Regions from separate parts of the Mus musculus genome. Here region 1 is linked to region 2. Evidence: chromatin contacts called from public promoter capture Hi-C data. All regions are on one chromosome and are shown on one strand. The core of a region is the stretch at or near the end of the contact, and the rest is flanking DNA. Distances in the headings are between cores, read along the strand shown. Region 1 overlaps Gm31977 (a long non-coding RNA gene). Region 2 holds the start of Tent2 (terminal nucleotidyltransferase 2).

What was found. Promoter capture Hi-C pulls out the DNA fragments that hold promoters and counts their contacts.
Region 1: a promoter capture Hi-C map of hematopoietic stem and progenitor cells shows a contact between it and region 2, with 2.9 times the contacts expected there. The contact joins the enhancer-like site here to the promoter of Tent2 in region 2. A contact is called at or near these places in 3 of 39 promoter capture datasets (cranial neural crest, hematopoietic stem and progenitor cells and hippocampal neurons), 1 of 15 datasets of contacts at CTCF or cohesin (the NIH/3T3 cell line), 10 of 115 datasets of contacts at active chromatin or transcription factors (the SCID.adh cell line, T-cell acute lymphoblastic leukemia, astrocytes and 7 more) and 1 of 9 other capture datasets (pancreatic islet).

The regions. Positions count from the first base shown.
Region 1 is chr13:93,591,816-93,596,946 of GRCm38.p6, reverse strand. Gm31977 (a long non-coding RNA gene) reads left to right here. Exons shown (of 4, transcript XR_873809.1): 3 at 132-246; 4 at 1,004-1,224. Among named protein-coding and RNA genes, the nearest start is that of Gm31977, 4.0 kb to the left of the region's middle. Within about 2 kb of position 3,781, at least 45 of the 459 cell types and tissues checked have an H3K27ac peak or open chromatin away from gene starts, as enhancers often do. A contact at or near this core is called in T-cell acute lymphoblastic leukemia, hematopoietic stem and progenitor cells and memory CD8 T cells, where this site is marked.
Region 2 is chr13:93,188,682-93,193,684 of GRCm38.p6, reverse strand. Tent2 (terminal nucleotidyltransferase 2) reads left to right here and starts at 1,268. Exons shown (of 15, transcript NM_133905.3): 1 at 1,268-1,591.

The DNA.
Region 1 (5,131 bases), core at 2,532-5,031, 400 kb before region 2:
GGATTCTGGATTACGAGCCTGTGCCTCTTGGGCAGGTATCTATAACTAATAGGATCAGGGACTCACCACGTGTAGATTTTTTTCTATACCATGCGTAGATATTACTCACAGATATGTGAATTCGTTCCTAGTGAATACCGTGAAGGCTTACCAGATTTACCAAATGTTACAAAAAGCCGAACCTTGGACCCTGAGGATGTTTGCCTGTCTTCTGTGAAGTCTATCTTGATCCTACTTCTGCTGAAGGTGTTTTAGAAAGTTGACAAGTCTTAATAGAATTCTGTTTTAGTTTGTATTTATGTATATGCTTGTGAGCTTGTGTTTGAGCACATGCACATGTGCAGGCAGGCACCTGACAGAAGCACAAGATGGCACTGGATGCCCTGGAACTAGCTTTCAGGTGATTGTGAGCCACCGGATATGGGTTCTGAGAACTGACCTATGTCCTCTGGGAGAGCACAAATGCTCTTAGCCTCTAAGCCATCTCTCAGGTCCCTAGAAGTGTTAATTGAGGCTTATTATTGACAATGCATCTATACACGACTTGTTAGGCTCCATCTTTGTCCATGGAAGGATTTTCCTCTTTTTTTTTTTTAAAGATTTATTTATTTATTATATGTAAGTACACTGTAGCTGTCTTCAGACACCCCAGAAGAGGGCGTCAGATCTTGTTATGGATGGTTGTGAGCCACCATGTGGTTGCTGGGATTTGAACTCCAGACCTTCGGAAGAGCAGTCGGGTGCTCTTACCCACTGAGCCATCTCACCAGCCCGGATTTTCCTCTTATATATGATATGAATATGGAATGGGCTTTGTCTGTATCATGGTTTCAGAGATCTTTCATTCTATTCCACCACTCTTCTCCACAAATACTATAAGCTGTTTATAATGTCCCATCACCATTTTACATATGGAGGGTTGTCTTGTCTTTCTGTTGGGGGATGCAGGGCCTCGCCATGTAGCCCAGGCTAGCCCTTGAACTTCTACTCTTTCTCCCTTCAGCCTCCTGAGTGCTGAGATTACAACGAAAGCACCACTGGGCTCAACTGTGGGACTGACTGCCTTTCTTCCCTACTGATTCACGTGTATACGAAAGAAGTGGAAAGGCTGGAGATTGTCATGAATCTGCCACTTCCTTCTTCTGAGGCTCAAAGGAGAGAGCACAAAACTTGAGAGAGTGGTTAACTTTCTGTGAAGAATAGAAGGCAGAAGTTCTTTTTGAGAAACAGGTATCAACTATCATGAAAAATGAAGGGGGGGGATGGAGCAGGGCAAAAAATTAAAAGAGATGTTACAGAAGCAGAATTATAAAAATTATAAAGTAATAAACAAAATATTTATTATAGTATTAAAAACGATTTGCCAATGAACACTTTGAAATGGCTAAGGGTTGTTTATATATCCACCAACCATTAGCTATGACATCCTCAGAAGACCCCTGACACTATCCAGGTGTGGGGGTGGATGCCTTTAACCCCGACACTCGGGAGGCAAAAGCAGGGGAATCCCTGAGTTCAAGGTTAGCCTGGTCTACAAAATGAGTCCCAAGAGAGCTATGGCTATAAAGGAAAACCCTTCCTCAAAACACAAACAAACAAAAAAGATGACCGACTCTTTACTAGATGCCAGAATGAAAGGAATAGAAAGTGAGCATAAGAAAGCTGTCTGCTCTCAACCTTTGGGTTGAAAGAAGATGTAAGTTTAGATCATGGTAAATATAATGAAGAACACACTAGATGGAGTAACCTAGGGGGTCTCAACCTTCCTAATGCTACAACCCTTTAATACAGCTTCCCATGTTGTGCTGACCCCCAACCATATCATTATTTTGTTGCTATTCATAACTGTAATTTTGCTACTGTTATGAATTGTAGTGTAAATATCTGATATTCGACCCCAAAGGGGGCGCCACTCACATCACTCACATGATGAGAATTGCTGGAGTTTGCATAGTGCCCAGGTAGATGTTTAGCTCTTATTCTAGATAAGATGGGATTTTGGAATGCTTTAAGAAGGCATTGTAGTGGTTTGAATACGGATGGCTCCCATAAGCTCATATAATTGAATGCATAATCACCAGGGAGTGGAACTCATCCATAAGGTTAGAAGAATTAGGGGGTGAGGCAGTGTGTCACTGGGGCCAGGCTTTGAGGTTCCAGACCCAGGCCCCCCAGTCTCTCTCTCTCTCTCTCTCTCTCTCTCTCTCTCTCTCTCTCTCTCTCTCTCTCTCTCTCCCTCCCCGCCATGGGTCAGGATGTAGTTTTCAGCTGCTGGTCCAATGTCTGCCTGCATGCTACCATGCTTCCCACCATGATGATAATGGACTAAACCTCTGAAACTGTAAACAAGTCCCAGTTAAAGGTTTTCTTTCCTAAGAGTTGGCTTGGTGGTGGCTCTTCACAGAAATAAAACAATGACCAAGGCAGGCATGGGCTACATGGCTTTTAGAATTACTGTGACAAGCCTTGTAAAAGACAGATGAAAAGACATCAAGAGGAATAGAGGCTATCTTTTTTTTTTTTTTTTTTTTTTTTTTTTTTTTTTTTTTTTGGTTTTTCGAGACAGGGTTTCTCTGTATAGTCTTGGCTGTCCTGGAACTCACTTTGTAGACCAGGCTGGCCTCGAACTCAAAAATCCACCTGTCTCTGCCTCCCAAGTGCTGGGATTAAAGGCGTGCGCCACCACCACCCGGCGAATAGAGGCTATCATGAGTCTCCAGTTTAATAAAACTAGAAAACAGGCCAGAGGGTGGAGGCACGCCCTCTTTGTCCCAGCTCTTGGGAGGCAGAGGCAGGCAGATCTCTGAGTTTGAGGCCAGCCTGGTCTATAGAGTGAGTTCCAGGACAGCCAAGGCTATACGGAGAAACCCTGTCTCAAAGACCAAAAATCTGAGAAAGAGATCCAACCTGAATCTTCCTTTTCTTCCACCTCCATCTAGCATATCCCGACTTGTCTAGTCATAAGCTCTCCATCATTCATAGCTGTGTCTGGAAAACAGAACCCACACCACACAACTCAGTTGAAAGAATTTTTTTCTTTTTTCTTTTTTTAAAGGTTTATTTATTGTTATATGTAAGTACACTGTAGCTGTCTTCAGACACACCAGAAGAGGGCATCAGATCTCATTACAGATGGTTGTAAGCCACCATGTGGTTGCTGGGATTTGAACTCAGGACCTTCGGAAGAGCAGTCGGTGCTCTTAACTGCTGAGCCATCTCGCCAGGATTTTTTATTAACTGTACAAAGTGTAGGGTTTCATGATGGCACTTTCAGACATGACATACATATGCTATACTTTGAACAAAGTGTGTACACAGTTTGTACAGTACTATACTGTGATTATGGCAGTGGTTGCAGAAGGATAAACAAAGCTCAAAGAGGAAACAGGCAGCTGAGACAGCCCACAGACTGGAGACAGGAGGAAGTGGCTTTCACCCCAAAGCTGAAGCATCGTAGAGGTGTGTTAGTCAGAGAGCTGGGAGGTGAACTTTGTCATGCTAGAGAACAAAGGACATTCAACTACTGTTGCTGGTGCCACTGAGCATGAGATTGGGACAGAGGTGCTGGCTGGTTTTTATGTCAGCCTTACTTAGTTCAGGTTTTATTGCTGTGAAGAGAAACCAAGATCCACTCTTATAAACAAAAACATTTCATTGGGACTGGCTTATGGTTTCTGAAATTTGGTTCATTATCATTATGACAGGAAGCATTGTGGCGTGCAGGCAGACATGGGGCTGGAGGAGCACAGAGTCCTACATCTTGATCCAAAGGCAGCCAGAAGGAGACTCACACTGGCCATAACTTGAGCTTAGGAACCCTCAAAGCCTGCCCCCACAGTTACAAACTTCCTCCACAAGGCCACACCTATTCCAACAAAGATACACCTTCTAATAGTGCCACTCCCCCAAGCATTCAAGCACATGAGTCTATGGGGGCCATAAGTATTCAACTCACTACACTGACACAAGCCAGTCATCTGAGAAGAAACTCCAACTGAGAGAATGACTCCATAAGATCAAGCTGTGGGCAAGCCTGTAGGGCATTTTCTTAATTAATGGCTGATAAGAGTAGCCAACTGGGGGTAGGGCTGTCCCTGAGCTGGTGGTCTTGGGTTCTATAAAAATCTGATTTAAAAAGTCAAAAGGAGTAACCAGTAAGCAGCACCCCTCTGTGGCCCCTGAATCAGCTCCTGCCTCAGGTTCCCATCTGATTTGGGTTCCTACCATGGCTTTCCTCAAGGGACTGCCATTCAGGATATGTAAGACAAACTCTTTCTTCCCAAAGTTGTTTTTGGCCATGCTGTTTCACACAGCAGTAGAAACCCTAAGATGGCTTCTCTCCTGCTCCTATCTTTTTGTGATTCTGGTTGACCAAAGCCAAATGATGTGGGAGCTGGACACTGCAGTTTTAAGGGTCAGCTCCCCAGCGTAGGAAGGAAGGGCAGGAGACAGGTCTGCCAGACATCAAGGCTGAGAGGTGAGTGATTGGCACAGCAGTCCACTAGTTAGTCATCCTCAAATATAGAGAAGAAACACCTATTTAGTCAGTTCACCATGATGAAAGTCATCCCAGCACTTGGGAGGCAGAGGCAGGTGGATTTCTGAGTTCGAGGCCAGCCTGTTCTACAAAGTGAATTCCAGGACAGCCAGGGCTACACAGAGAAACCCTGTCATAAAAACAAAACAAAACAAAACAAAAAAGTCTCCCCTATTCTGGAGTGTCTGAAGAGCTACAGTGTACTTATATATAATAAATAAATAAATCTTTTTTAAAAAAAGATCCAGCTATCACCCTGGGTCATATGCCCAAGGGTTGCTCCATCCTACCACAAGGACACTTGCCAACCACATTTGTTGCTGCTTTATTCGTAACAGCCAGAGACTATAAACAACCTAGAAGTTCCTCAAGTGAAGAATGGATAAAGAAAATGTGGAACATTTACACAATGGAGTATTACCTGTTAAGAAATTGACATCATGAAATTTGCAAGCAAATGGAACTAGAAAAAAAAAACAGCCTGAGTGAGATAACCCAGACTCCAGAAAGATGAATATGGTATGCATTCACTTGTGGATACATACAAGTAGATATAAGCCATTATATAAATGATAACCAAGCTATAATCCATAT
Region 2 (5,003 bases), core at 19-2,518:
TCTCTGTGTAGCCCTGGCTGTCCTGGAACTCACTCTGTAGCCCAGGCTGGCCTTGAACTCAGAAATCCGCCTGCCTCTGCCTCCCAAGTGCTGGGATTAAAGGCGTGCACCACCACACCTGTCTTGGCCCTAGCCTTCTTATATGCCCTTTTTATGCCCGAAAAGACAAGCAAGACAGGAAACCAGAGCCATGTTGAAGATCAACTTAACTGACATTTATAAAATACTCTACACAATAACTGAACATACTTTATTACCAAAGCACAATTAACATTTACCACATCAGATGATACTCGGAAGCACGTGACAAGTTTTTTAAAAAATTATTTAAATGATTCAAATATAATTTATAAAGACTTTGCAAGTCAAGTGAAACGAAAACTCTTTATCGAAATAAGTGGGATTCAGTTAAGTTATTATTCATATAGTAAGTTATCAAACGACTCTAAGTATTATCACAGAAATGACCTCAGTTTGTGAATTAAGGTAGAAAAATTAAAAATTGAATAACTATTGAGTTCGAGGCCAGCCTGGTCTACAAAGTGAGTTCCAGGACAGCCAGGGCTATACAGAGAAACCCTGTCCCGACAAAACAAAAACAAAACAAAAACAAAAAAACAACCAAACTAAAAACAATGGGGGAAAAAAACCCAGAATAAATAACAAGAAAACCAAAAAGCAGTAAACAAATCATTACTTTCGGGATTGGGAACGGTCAGATTCTACGGGGACAAAACAGGGCTATTGTTTACAGATATTCATCAATAAATCAAGCAGTTTAGACAGTTTCACCAGATACTAAAGTTCTCTCAATGAGAAACAATGGTGGGTATTTGTTAGACAAGTGAGTGCGAGCTAGGGCAGGGTAATGTGTGGGTGGTTTTGGGGGCCTTAGAGGCATGATTTTGTCTCCAAGAAACTGTTTTTGTTTGTTTGTTGTTGAGGAGAACATCACCCACGATTTCATACTGATCTTTCCAGCAATGGGAAGGTTGGTTTTGGATATCTCCTGGAAGGCCCTCCATGGACAGAACAGGCCTCCTGGAAATGGCCAGCGGCACGTAACTTAGGAGGCGGCGCCAGCGGAGCGGGGTGGCCTACTGCCCTGCGGAAGGGCCGGGCTGTACCTTCCCTCGCCACCATCTCAGCAGCCGCCGCAGACTCCCTGGCTGGACCAGGGTGGGGCTGTGCGCCTGCGCAGCTCAGCAAACGCGCTCTCCAGTGTCGGCTGCCGGAAGTCTGACCTTTCGCTCCCGCTGATGATTCCTTTCCGGGGTCACGTTGATCTTCCGGGTCCTGTGACAGGGTTGTCTACGCCGCCTTTTCGGCGACTTTTTAGTCTTCCGCCTTTTTTTTTTTTTCCTCCCCCACCCCCCTTTCTTTTTGTTGTCGCCACCCCCAGCCTTCCACGGCCGCGCGGGCCTGGCCTTAGGCTCGTGACTCTCCGCCGCCCTGCCCGCCCGAGCTGGGCCTCGCTGCGCCGGGCCGCTGGCTGCTCCTACCTCTGCCTGCTCGGGCGGCAGCTCCGGCCTGGGAGCGTGTTGGCGGGCAGTGCCGCTGGGCCCCGCTCGGCCCTTCGGCGTGGACGCCGGTGAGTTTCAGGGCTTCGGTGGGGATGCACGAGTGCAGGCCCCGGTCCCCGGCCGGGCGCGTGAAACTTGGCTGAGACTGGCGCTGTGTTTTGCGCGGGAGAGCCTGGCGCTCCCCCGGAGCTCCCTGGATTAGGGGCGTTCCCAGGCCGCCGGACTTTGGGAAGAATGTTGGCCTTTCTCTGATCTGTCTTCTCGCTAGTTCTCATGTCGCCTCCCGCCCTCTCCTCACTCCCTAGACCGAAAGAGTAAGACTGTCTTGATACTCCCTCTTGGAGTTCCAAAAGGCAGTGGAGACCCAAGGTAAATGTCTAAATTAACGAACTCTTGTGGAAGGCATTTATCTCTGAGACAATTAAACAGCATGGAGTCATCTCAGTCAGGTCAGGACTGGCTGATGGTCGAATTCACTTTTCCTAGTCATATTTGTGGTTGGGCTCTCCTTTCTTTAACTGCTTAAGAACACAAGGGGCAATGTGTTTCCTGGTATCTGTGATTTAAGTTTCTTGTTTTGCCCTATTTGAGCGTTGTTTAAAGTAATTAGTTTGTTGATAAGAGGAAGAGGAAAAATTGTGCAGGTCAAACAGGATTGGAAATTTAACGTGTTTAGCGTATGGTTTTTGTGAAGTCACACTACCATCATAGTACATAGTTTAGTACTATAGGGCTTTGCTGTGTTAACAGCTATTAACACGGTTAATCTGTACTGATTAGTAACCTGTAATAGAAACACTGGTTGGTGTGAATTGCCCCAATTGTATGTGTTCGAGAAATACACAGACTCTGTGAAACTCTTAGATGGAATTTAATTTTTAATAAAAAGAATGCTCTGTTCAGAGCCTGAAGGTGGTTTTGACAGTGCATGCTGAGCAGGATCTGGGAGTTACACTTGTGTTGTAGAACAAAGAACTGATCCAAGACACTTAGAGTGCACACATAACTTGATTAAGCCATGCAGTTCTTGTAGGAAATTGCTACTTTCTCAGGAATCTTGGTGAAGAGACAGTTATGTAAACTTGAGTAGTCTATAACTTCTTGTTGAGATCAATTTGACTAAAGTTAATTCCAGTTGCAAATTAAGAGACCAAATACTGTTATCACTAGAAATACTCTGTTACTGTCTTGTCTCGTGTCTTCATTTACACATAAACCTGTATTAATCTTGCCTTGATTTAAGCATATTAGACAAAACAGTCTTTAAGGTTCTTTTCTCAAGGCAAGAAGTAGTACAATGCTTTTTAAAAACAGTACACATTTTACCTAGATTATCCTATTTTATTGTTTTGTACAGATTTAAAAGCCAGTAACTTTTAAGATATGAAAAGTAGGATACTATCTATTTCTGGATGTTACTATAAAATTTAGTCATACTACTACAGAAAATGTGAAATAACTTACAGGTAGTCTCTAGTGGGGGAAGCTTTTTAAAGACTATAACGAAAATGGTTAAAATTTTATGAAGTTCTGATATAGTGATGATAGTTTCACTTGATCTTATTTCATTAAACTATTTTACAAACATCTCTTGTGTTTTGTTTTGCTATTCAGTCAGGATCTCTCTCTATAGCTTTAGCTAGCCTAGACCTTACCATGTTTTTGGACCAGGCAGGCCTTGAACTCACAGAGATCTGCCTCCCTCTGTCTTTTAAGCAATGGGATCAAAGGTTTGTATGCCACCACACCTGGCTCCTTTGTGTTTTTGCAGTAGATTATTGTTTTAATATCATTACAATCATTGAAGTATATTAGAAAACAGTTTTGAAATCTCTGGGTTTTGATTAACTTTCTTATCTCTAGAGGATTGTTTAGGCTATGGGGGTGGGGGGTGTAAGCCTAGAATGCTGTTGGTTAACTTTCTTAGGAATGGTTCTGTTTGAAGTCTGTCAGGTAAGTTTGGCTTAAGGGTCAGGATTCCTGAGAGAACCTGACTAGTATTTTATTTTAGGACTCCAGAAGAATGACTGTTTCTCAGAGGCAGGCTGATCTCTGTGAGTTCAGGGCCAGCCAGGCCTAGAGTTCCAAGACAGCAAGGCTACACAGGGAGAATATTTCTCAATAAAATAATATATGGAAGTTAATACTTATTTTGCATTTGAATATACTGAGTTAGATATGTACCCTAGAATTTTTGGCTAAGAAAATTTTAAGCCAAGAATCATCTGGTTTTAATGTTGTAGGGTAGTTCTGTATACCATATCCTCTTTTGACTTCTACTTAGTTTGGATTTGATCATGTAATGGTATAGAAATAAAAGTGAGAGCTTATTACCGACATTTCTGAATCTTTTAAGTCTGAATGCAGACATATAGGACTTGTTTGGGTCCAGAAGAAAAAAACCAGCATATTGTTGATTGGAACTGGAGTCACCGTGTTGGTAGTGAGGGCTGTACCTGGGTCCTCTGTAAGAGCTGTCAGTGCTCTTGACCTCAAACACTCCAGTCCTCCTTGTTTGCTTTTAGAGATAGATTTTTCACTCCTTTGAAACTCAGGCTGTACTTACACTTCACATTCCATCTGCCTCAGCCTCCTGAGTTCTGGGATTTCAGGAATGTACCACTACTGCTAGCTGTGAGATAGAATTTTCTTGTTTTTTGAGTCTTCTTTGGCCCAGGCTGAGTGTGAACTTGCTGTGGTTTCCCAGCTAGTCTCAAACTGTTGATCATCTTCGCTTAGCTTTCCAAGCACTGGAATTTCAGGTGTGTGCCTCTCTGCATGACGTGAAATAGAACTTTTTAGTTTTAGTTTTCTTAAGTATAGATGCTTCTTTTACTTAGGTCCATAGTTTCTGTATTCCAAAAAAAGTTATGTCAAACAAAATTCATTATGCTAACCACTTAATGACATTTTTTTCATAAACTTGGTGAAAAAGATTGCTTGTGAGTGGGCAGCTTGTTCAGGGAGGCAGAGTACAGGGAACCAGGTCTTAACCCTCCCTTCCCTCTGAGCTCTGTAATTCCGAGTACAGGTCAGGTACTGGTAAAGAAATAACAACCAGCTGTCCCCCAGCCTCCGTAGCAGGAAGTGTACACTTGGTGGAGGAATTGGAGAGACTTATTTCCTATGGGAAATACTTTGTACAAATTAGAGTTAGGCATTTGGAGTGAGGTTTTTTTTTTTTCAGAATTGAAAAACCAAGGAACAAAATTTATATGTGTGAGTTTTAGTTTCGTTTTAGGCTCCTCCAGCCCCCTTTCTAACTCTTAGAATTTTTCAAATCCTCTTTTTTTTTTTTTTTTTTTTTTTTTTGTAATTCATTTAACTGCCTAGGTATTATTTTTCTTTTATTAAAAGCTTTCGTAGTTCATTATTTTATTTTCTTATTAGAAAACAAAATCTAGTAGTTTTTGGAGCCTGAGGCATCCTTTATGCACATAGTATATACACATGAAACTTGTATTATACAAATATATGCAA